Linked DNA regions of Drosophila melanogaster: region 2 is linked to region 1. The links are chromatin contacts, called in public Hi-C maps. All regions are on one chromosome and are shown on one strand. The core of a region is the stretch at or near the end of the contact, and the rest is flanking DNA. Distances in the headings are between cores, read along the strand shown. Region 1 holds the start of srp (serpent). Region 2 holds the start of CG14882.

Evidence for each region. A called contact is a pair of places that touch in the nucleus more often than the background predicts.
Region 2: a contact with region 1 is called in a Hi-C map of the Kc167 cell line, with 2.9 times the contacts expected there. A contact is called at or near these places in 8 of 107 Hi-C or Micro-C datasets (the Kc167 cell line, the S2 cell line, cellular blastoderm embryo and 2 more).

What each region holds. Positions count from the first base shown.
Region 1 is chr3R:15,984,265-15,988,892 of dm6, forward strand. srp (serpent) reads left to right here and starts at 1,888. Exons shown (of 8, transcript NM_001275690.1): 1 at 1,888-2,523. It overlaps lncRNA:CR44133 (long non-coding RNA:CR44133), which reads left to right and starts at 1,917. Exons shown (of 2, transcript NR_074017.1): 1 at 1,917-2,523.
Region 2 is chr3R:16,440,930-16,445,557 of dm6, forward strand. It overlaps CG14882, which reads left to right and starts at 2,278. Exons shown (of 2, transcript NM_001275708.1): 1 at 2,278-2,448; 2 at 2,499-4,081. The coding sequence starts at 2,359. The coding sequence ends at 3,773. Ttc1 (Tetratricopeptide repeat domain 1) reads right to left here and starts at 2,078. Exons shown (of 2, transcript NM_001275707.1): 1 at 1,474-2,078; 2 at 914-1,419. The coding sequence starts at 1,988. The coding sequence ends at 1,143. ema (endosomal maturation defective) reads right to left here and starts at 732. Exons shown (of 11, transcript NM_142285.2): 1 at 284-732; 2 at 91-230; 3 at 1-27. The coding sequence starts at 489. It overlaps Pak3 (Pak3,), which reads right to left. Exons shown (of 2, transcript NM_169719.3): 2 at 4,078-4,628.

The DNA of each region.
Region 1 (4,628 bases), core at 638-3,137:
TCAATACTCCAAAACAATAATAATTCCTGCAGCAGTACGAGGGATTCGGTGCGTGGTACAGGATGGCCTTATCTCTGGCCCGTAGTAATGCCCGTCTTCCCCAGTTTCTTTATAATGGTCATTATTAAATTGTATTATAAGAGTCAGCTCAAACAAAACAAAAGCAAGTCCCGAGTTAAAGTCGGTGGCTGATAAGCTACGATTTTCCACTCGCTATATAACACTGCGAGAAAAAATATACCAGATCTTATACAGATTTCAAATATGAAATTCTGTACATGATTAAAGCTAAACGTAGCAGGATAGTTTAAATGAAATGTAGTAATAGTATCTAAAATAACATGATGACAAGATAATAGGTTATTAAAATAGGTTATTAATAGTATCTTACAATCTTTGCCTCTGCATTCTTCTCAGTGCATTCCCTTTTCTCTTACCCACTCACTTTGGCCTTTTATCTTCTGACCACAAGGCATCTTCCGGACTTTGCTACTGCTACTACTGATAGTCCAGCACCCGCACCCGCACCCTTGCATCCTTATCGCAATGTCTCCTCCTCGACTCCTCCCCGCATGGGTGACCCGCACCCTGTGGCCAGGGCCTCCTCCTCTCCCTACTGGCTGGGTCGGATCTTGGTCTGCCCGGCGAGGCGCCGACTTAAAGTTTTCCGCCAGGTTATTTACCTCCTTATCTCGCCAGCATTGTTTTCGCCTCGTCACCCGCTCCTTGCTTCTGATTCGTCTGGTTTTATCAATGTTTCTGTTTGCAATATGTTTGTTCTCAGCTTTTTGTTATTGTTTCTTGATTACTGGTTCTCTTATCACGACGCGTGACGTCATAAGAGCCGGCATTTTGCTATTAGATAGGAATATCTTTACATTTTTTTATCGTTTTTTTTTGGAAACGTGCTTGCTTTTTAGTTTTTTAAAATTACCAGACTCTTTGGCATTTCCCTGGTGGGAAATAAACTTCATCATAAACTTCATCGAAAGGGGGGGTGTGTAGGGAGAATAGTAGGAGTGCCATAGATAGGCAAGGTCGTCTGCCAGGCTTTGTTATCGGTTTGGTTTAATGTAGATCAGTCTCTATTTATTGAGCGCAAAAAAAATGTTATATCTTTCATAAACCATCTTTACTAAACCGGAAAATATCTTAGATATAAAAGAGAAAAGTGGGATTTATATTAGGAACTTATATTTTTGATTTAGAAAAAGATTAGTTTGGAAGAGCTTGTATCTTTGAGAAATAATTAGAAATTGGGTATTTACAGGATTGGATCTGGGGGAATTTATATATATTTTTTTTTAGTAAGTTGGTTAAAGATCCTTTCTCTACTGTTTGGTAAGCATTCGAAACAGGAACTTATGTACATTCCGCTATAGTGGCCAGATTCCGAATGCTGTCGTCACCAAATCAAATCTGGCCAAAGCAGGCCAGATGATAAGGACCTATGGCATATACTCACCAAGTCGGAGAGCGAGAGTTGCCCCGATAAGGATAGTCGCGCGACCGACGCGTGATGCAACTTAATCAAATCGTGTTTTGGTATCGCCCACCCTGCCTCTCGCTCTATCTGTGCCAGCGTCCTGCTCGCTCCCGTGTGGCGTCCATGCGGCGGAGATGGCGCCTGTGGGGCTGGCAATCGTGGAATCGGAATCGGGCCCGGCTCAGATAGCCATATCTTGGCGGCGTCCAATCAGCGGAACCGGCGACAGCCAAACTACGCCAAAGTACCGAGTACACGGCGCAATGAGTTCGACGGTTGCGTCGCCGATAATAAGTACAATCGTTACTTTGCTGTTGTTGCGTTTTTGAAAAGGTGATATGAAATGTGCTCTGATAAGTTTTAATCAAGAATATTTTACTCGCATTGCTTTGGGTGGCTCCCGGCCGAGTAGCATTTGAAAAGTTGTAGTAGTAGGTCGGAGCTCGGATGCGGGTCTGGTCGGGTCCACTCCCAACCGAACCCATCCCGTGCCATCCCATCCTATCGATTGCATCCGGCACACCGGTGCGGATTCGTGGGTCGTGTCCCGGCGATTATCACCGTGATCTGTTGGGCGTGAAACCGAAGAAAACCCTTTGAGCGTGGAAAAATGTGAGGAAAGTTGCGCCGGCGCAAGGGAAATCCTTCAAACGTGTGTTTAACCACAAAAGCGACGTGAGTTTAACCAACATAATCGACGGTTGGGCGCCCGGAAAAGCCACCACCCGCCTCCTCATCGTTCCCCGAAAGAGTTGTGATCCGTCGGCGTGACCTGTGTGACACTTTCATTTGCCGGGTTAACGCCCCCTCAAAGTCCGGACAGTATCGAAACCGAAAATTTAACGCTTGCTTAGCGCCTGAGATCGCCAGATGCCCAGATGTCCGCGGCTCGGTCATCATCGATGAAAACCACATGGGCCGAACGAACGCCCCTCATAATGAGCGCAACGGATCCGAGCACTCGATTCTGGACCTAGCCACAATGGATTTTCAATCGCTGTCGGAATATGCATGGGAATCTGGCCATGGACAACTTGGTAAGTTTCACCAGACGATTTGTTGGCCTTCGGGGGAAGTTGCTCTCAATTGTCTTAACTAACATAAATAATACTAATGGAATGTTGCATATGTGCTAAATGAAGCTACATATGTACATAAATAAATGTCACATAATGTTTAGTCACAACTCTTGGGAAGACATAGTGTACGTATTATTATGAGTCATTGTATTCATTTTTTGCAAACAGTCATGATTTTAATGAGTTTTAGGCTTAAAATGGTTTCTAAGAATAAATATTTCAGTTCAAGTCGCAGTAAGATTATTAAATGTTGTGGAATGCATCCAAGCAAAAAGTGTCTAAGAAAATTTAAGGAATTGAAAAGGGACCGACAGGGAAAAGTAGGGAAAATTATGTCGATTACGAGAAACCAGCATGACGATCAACGAACCCAAAAAGCACAAAACTCCGGATCCCGTCCAGCCAAGGGGTGGGGCATTGCCTTACAGCTCCAGGCAGTGGCACCCAGCAAGTGCCCATATGCGTGCCCGAGTATATATTTTATATATATGTATGTGTATATATATATAAATATATAAGGAGGTTGAAACGACTGAAAAACAAAATGCGAGTCCAAACGATGGGTCCCGTTCCATGGTACCGCTGCCGATCCACTTGGCCCTGCGGTCGTTGAGTTGTGGCGACGACAACAACGAGGCCTTATCAACATCGACTTGTATGTATATGTATAATATATGTATGTGGGGAAAAAATGAAAAGAAAAAATTATTCAAGAAAAATAAGCATTTAAGAAAAGAATTTCAAAACAAATGAAATAAATGTAGTGGGGCCTTATACTATGTACCCATAAATTCATTGCTATACACACATGACTTCCTGCCATAGGTCAGCCATATTGAAAATTAATTATACAAAAAAAATATATATATATATATATATTGTATAACCACACACATATTATAGTCAAGCGAATTGTCGTAGTTAACCGACAATTGCCTTTTGTTGTTCAGCCAGTGATTTTCCAGGGAAACCCTGGATGCATCCCACACAGCCATCCGACTCCCCTGACACGTGCATCTCCATAGCGAAATGCATCCGCAAACAAGTGGGATTTACTTTTGGGTGCCGCGGAGGAAACCGCGACAATAAACACCGCAAAAACAAAAAAACCAAAACCAAAACCAAACCGAGGACAAACAACCAACAATGACGGACAGTCACATACATTAAACATTAACAGAACAAGTAAAGTAAAAATTGTAGTATAAAAGAATTTTTGTGAAATTCCGAAACGCAAACAAACTGTACGGCAAACAACAATCCACCAAAGACAAGATACAAGATACAAGACACTCGTGTTTGTCTTAATCGTTAATTGCTCTGGCCACGTCCCTATCCCAGTCCCGATTTCAGTTCGAGTTCCAGTTCCAGTCCTCTGTGGTTGGCACACACATCCACAGAGTGCGCCAAACTCTAGGAAAAACCGCACCTACTCCATATAAACATAGAGCCACAAGCACTGCGGATGAGCTGTATCCGCGCGTGTCTCTTAACTGGGTCTTCAATGAGTACCTGTTGCTAGTGGCTTGGTTACCTGTCTGTCCGTCCAACTTCGTAATATAATGTGTGTTTGACAGGATATGCCCAGTCCCAGTCTCAGTCCCAGTTCTATTACCATTTCCAGTCCCTATTCCGATCCCAAACACCCAGACACCGTGCCCCGTCATCGCTCCGACTTGCATTGTTCTCCGCTGCGGAACTTTAATTACCCAACCTTACTTTCACTGTCCGCATAAAAATTAATGAGTTTAGGACTTGTCCGTTTAGCGTCCGCGTCTTCCATTCATAAATTTTGTTTCGGGGCTGGGAAATTCCCGTGTCCTGATTCATTTGCCATTCCTTTTTATGAATGGATATGCTCTATTTTTGGGATTGCTTCGGATCGGTTTTTAATGGGGGAATTCCATTTATCTGATTGGTAGTTTTCCGTATACCGCATTTGTTTATGCTAATTGCAAGCTATCCTACGGCTGTATAACTTGGACCCCGATAAAGTTCTTTAGTGTTTCCAAGGGCCTAAAAAAGGTTCATATGGATTGAATTATCTGGAAATAGTCATGTAG
Region 2 (4,628 bases), core at 1,028-3,527, 460 kb after region 1:
TTACATGGTTGTTGCTCAACAGATAATCTGCAACGTCATAGGAATGATTACGTCTACTGTATTATAGAAACTGTTGAAAATTGTACTTACACAGGGACGTCTCGTTGCGTATGTTCTCAAAGAGGATGTTGAGAGTCTGAAGGAGCTGCACGCAGACGAAACTCGAGCCTCCACTCTTTTGTCGCATTATGTGCAGGAAATACGATAGCATATTCTTCTCCAAGAAGAAGCTGTTGCAAATAATTAGATTAAGGTTTATTACATTGAGATGCTTAATACTCACTCAAACACCAGCGAGTCATGCTGGTCGCCCCAAATCAGGATCTCTGCGATGCAGCGCAGCGACTCCACCAGCAGGCCACGATTACTTTCCGACACGGTGGTGTTCTTCTCCAGAATGCTGTACAGGTACTTAAGGTGCTCCAGCGACAAGCGGTTTTTGGGCCGCCCACCCCAGGGTCCGCCAAACCAGCTGCGACTCCGGAACATGTTGGCAACTAGGATGGAATCAACTGGCCACGATCCGCCTGACTGCTCTCATATCAGGGTAAGGAGGAGTGCGGGAGCGCTGTTCTCTTGGATCTTTGCATGCACTACTGCTCACGGTCACGCCACTGGGTTGGCCCACAATAAGGGGGCACCTAATGCCTGCGATTGCACGAATCTAATATTGTAATTTGCGAATGGCGATTTTTTCCAACAAATTGCTCTTCTTCTTCACGGGGAACACAAGTGTCACAGTCAGCTGTTGCTTCCGCCCATATTTATGGTTATCGGTATCGAAGTAACAGAGATGACAAGTGGCTATTTTGTTGTGATTGCATGAGAACTGCGACTGGTTCACGACTTTTAAAAACCTCTCAAAAGAACCGTTTGAATTTTGTAAAACCAGACAGTAAAATTTGGAACAAACCTCATATATTAATAGCATATCACACCATGCATTTTACATTAAATATAATTAATGGATTTTTTTGGTACCGTTTGTTATGAAAATGGGTTCACATTTGCATATTCTACAGAGGTGAAAATGTACGAGAACTGAATTTGATACGTTTTGCTACAGTTTGACTATTATTTTACACATCATCCACGAATACGGCTTTATTTGTTGATCTGCAGAGCATTAGCTAGCTAGGTTTTTATTTAAAGTTGATGGAATACGAGCCCGTGTTGGGATCCTGTTGCATTTGGAAATTCTGTGTAGACAGTCCGAACGGTTTGAGTATCATGTTGCCCAGGTCCTTTAAGCTGGACATCATCTCGTTTTTGAGCTTCTCGTTGCGCTCGTTTATAATTGGCGGCAGCCGAATCTGAGCCTCGCGAGCCTCCTGCTGACCGGGATCGATCTCAGTAACTTTTTTGTAGTCCTCCAGAGCCTCGTCGGGCTTGTCTTCTTGCTCATAGAGCTTGGCGCGCCTGTAAGATGTAATTAGACTTTAGAAATTTTAAGGGAGATATTAAAATAAAGACCTTAAAAGCACCCTCACATACTCCGGCCACAGTTCTATAGCCTTTGTGCAGTCGTCGATGGCCGCTTTGTTGGCCTCCAGCTTAATCTTGGCAGCAGCCCTGTTTCCGTAGAGAACTGCTCGCTCCTTGGAGCTGGCCGAGGGGCAAATGTCTAAGGCTTCTGTGTAGGTCTTGGCGGCGCCTTCGGCGTCGTCATTTTTGAACAACTCGTTGCCCTCAACTTTCAGCTTATCGGCCTTTTCTTTGTTAGCTGTCAGCTGCTCTGGGCTGAGATCCTTCTCCCGTTCGCGCAACTCCTCAATGGTTAGCTCAGAGTCCACTGTCGTTGGTGTCGCGATGGAATCTCCACCAGCCGCGCCCTGTTCCGCTTCGTCATCCAACGCCAGCTGGTTTTGCTTCTCCACGATCTCATCCACGTCCTTTTCGCTCTGCCGCGTGCTGGTGGCCTCTTTTTCGGTTATCTCCTCCCCGATCGCATCATGGAATTCGTCGTCACTGTTGGCGTTGCCTGCCATTCTTTTTAAAATTGATCCTTACCGAATTTACTGGAGATTTCGGTTTGTTGTTCAGCAACAAATAAAGCTCCTCATGCTAACGATAACTGTGCATATCGATAACACCGATGTCGTACAGTGTTGACAAAGGTAGGTTTCTGATTAGGTACCTTCCCAAGCTAAGAAATGTTAGGTACAGATAATTTTTAAAACAAATAATTTAAGGATAATCCTTAATGTTGTATTTGGCAAAGATGAAGACCAATTTAAAATAAACATTTAATCTTTTACAGCTTCCCTTGATAAGGGAAGCTGTAAATAAACTCTTTCCAACACTACCGCTTGTTAACGATTTGACTGCTGCCCATGCGAATTGGTAAATACGGGAAAAATGGACTTAGGAGCTTATAAATTGAGTGAATACATCCCCGCCAAGCCGCTGGTCGGTAATCTGGAGTTGTGTTTCACGGACGAAGAGCAGGTGAGTTAGGAGCTACCGTGAGAATAGCCTTTTCAAGCCTATCTTTGTAGAGACCCACCGAAACATGCGGCCAACTTAAATGCTGCGATATTTTAAAGTTCCCATTCGCCCGCCCTGATTTCCAGCCAAGTTCAGTGGAGATAAAGGAGAGCAAGGTGCTCGTGTCTGCTGATAAGGCTACAGAGACAAAACGCGTGGTGGAGCTGACTCTGGAGTCCACGTTCGATTACCAGCCCGGGGATACCATTGGAATTTTGCCTGCTAATAAACTCGAACAAGTGGAAAGTCTGCTCCATCGGCTGGAACTGTTAGACCAGGCCGACACCACTTGCCACTTAAAGTTGGTGTTCAACTGCGCCAATAAGAATGCTAAGCTACCCGCCCACATTCCAGCAACTACTACTCCCCGGGAGATCCTTACCCACTGCCTCTCCCTTAATTTTGTTCCGCAGAAGCAGCTCCTCAGCGCCCTGGCCGGATTTACAAGCGATGACAAAGAGCGTTGTTTCCTGTCCTGTCTGTCCTCTAAACAGGCCACCGAGTACTACCAATCGCTGATATTAGAGCAAGGCCTGCTTTTCATAGACATTCTTGAAGTGTGCGTCAACTGCAGGCCACCACTGGCATTCCTGGCAGAGCACTTGCCACGGCTGCTGCCGCGACCGTACTCCATTGCCAACAGTCCCTTGGAGGCTAGTAATCGCGAACTTCGCGTTATCTACTCGCTGCTCAGCCTCAAACCTGGAGTCACAACCAGCATGTTGGAGGCGGCTGCACAGCAAAGCAGTCCGGAGCATTCCAAAAAAGTAGTTATCTACCCACGAATGAGCAACCTATTCCGTTACACAGAGCGGGATGTGGGCAGAAACCAAATACTTATTGCTGTTGGCACAGGTCTGGCGCCTTTTCTTGGATTCTTAGCCCACAAGGAAGAGCTTATAAAACAGCAGCCGCAACAGCCAAGCGGGCAATCCTGGCTCTACATTGGTGCCAAGACCCCAGAAGCAGTTCTTAAGCGTGAAAAACTAATGGAGTGGCAGGAATCTTCGTTGCTCGAGCGCCTACGGATGTGTTACTCGCGAGGCGAATCCCCCAGCTACGTGCAACATATGTTGGAGGAGGACTGTGAGGATCTGGTCGAGTTCCTGATGAAGTCAGAGACTGTGTTGTACATTTGTGCCGATGGCGCCAAGATTTCGCAGTCCATTGCAGGTGTTTTAAGTCGTTGCTTGCAGAAGGCTATGCATCTCACTGAAGAAGAAGCTTCGCAGCTGTTAAAAAAACTGAGGAAGCAGGACAAATACCGCGAGGATGTTTGGCTGTAATGGACAAGTCTTAGGTGCAGTCAAAATAAAAGCTTCATTAATTAAGCCCTATAAATAAATACCTTAATATATTAGTCGTTTGTAACTCTTACAGAAAATTTGAATTTTTAGTGTGTTTGTTGTTTTTACGTACGGTTAAGGTCGTTTATTTTCATAATTGAAAATAAGTGTAGCAAAGGAACCACTTCCACTGCTCATTTGAGTAGCTAATGTATGCAAGTATTTGCACTCAGATGTTTGTAAATCAATTGCTATTATTTTAACTGCAGCCTCAATGTAAATAATTATAAAACAGAAAGCTTTGGTCGAATAAGTAAATAACGATATATTTAACAACACAAAATAAAAATTACAGTGCAAGGTAAACTAAATACATACAATTGTGAGGGCCATCTTCAATGATCGAAGTGGATGGGGACGACTACGTGTACTAAATGGATTTGGGTCTGTGTATAAAATTGACTTAAGTGGTAAATTGCAAAATATATCTAAATAATGGTAGAATATAGATTACGACTTAGGTTTCAAGCAAATTAAACGTGCACACATAAAACATAAAACGTATAGTAGGGTTTGCTCTTTGAATTTAACCGATTGGTAAAGCGCTAATGTATCGTTATTGTTTCTCCGCTTCTCTAAATATCTAGATCTTTTTATTTATTATACTGTTTACGTTTATTTTGGCAAGTCGTTTTGACCTTGCACAATAATATGCATTTTGTATTTTATCTACGTTTAAGTTTAATTGAAATAGAGCCAATTCTTTTAGTGTATACTAATATAATTACGAATCGATCAAAATTGATGTCAGCTTCTTCTTTCTCCTATTCGTCCCTTTACATTTGCAATAAAAGT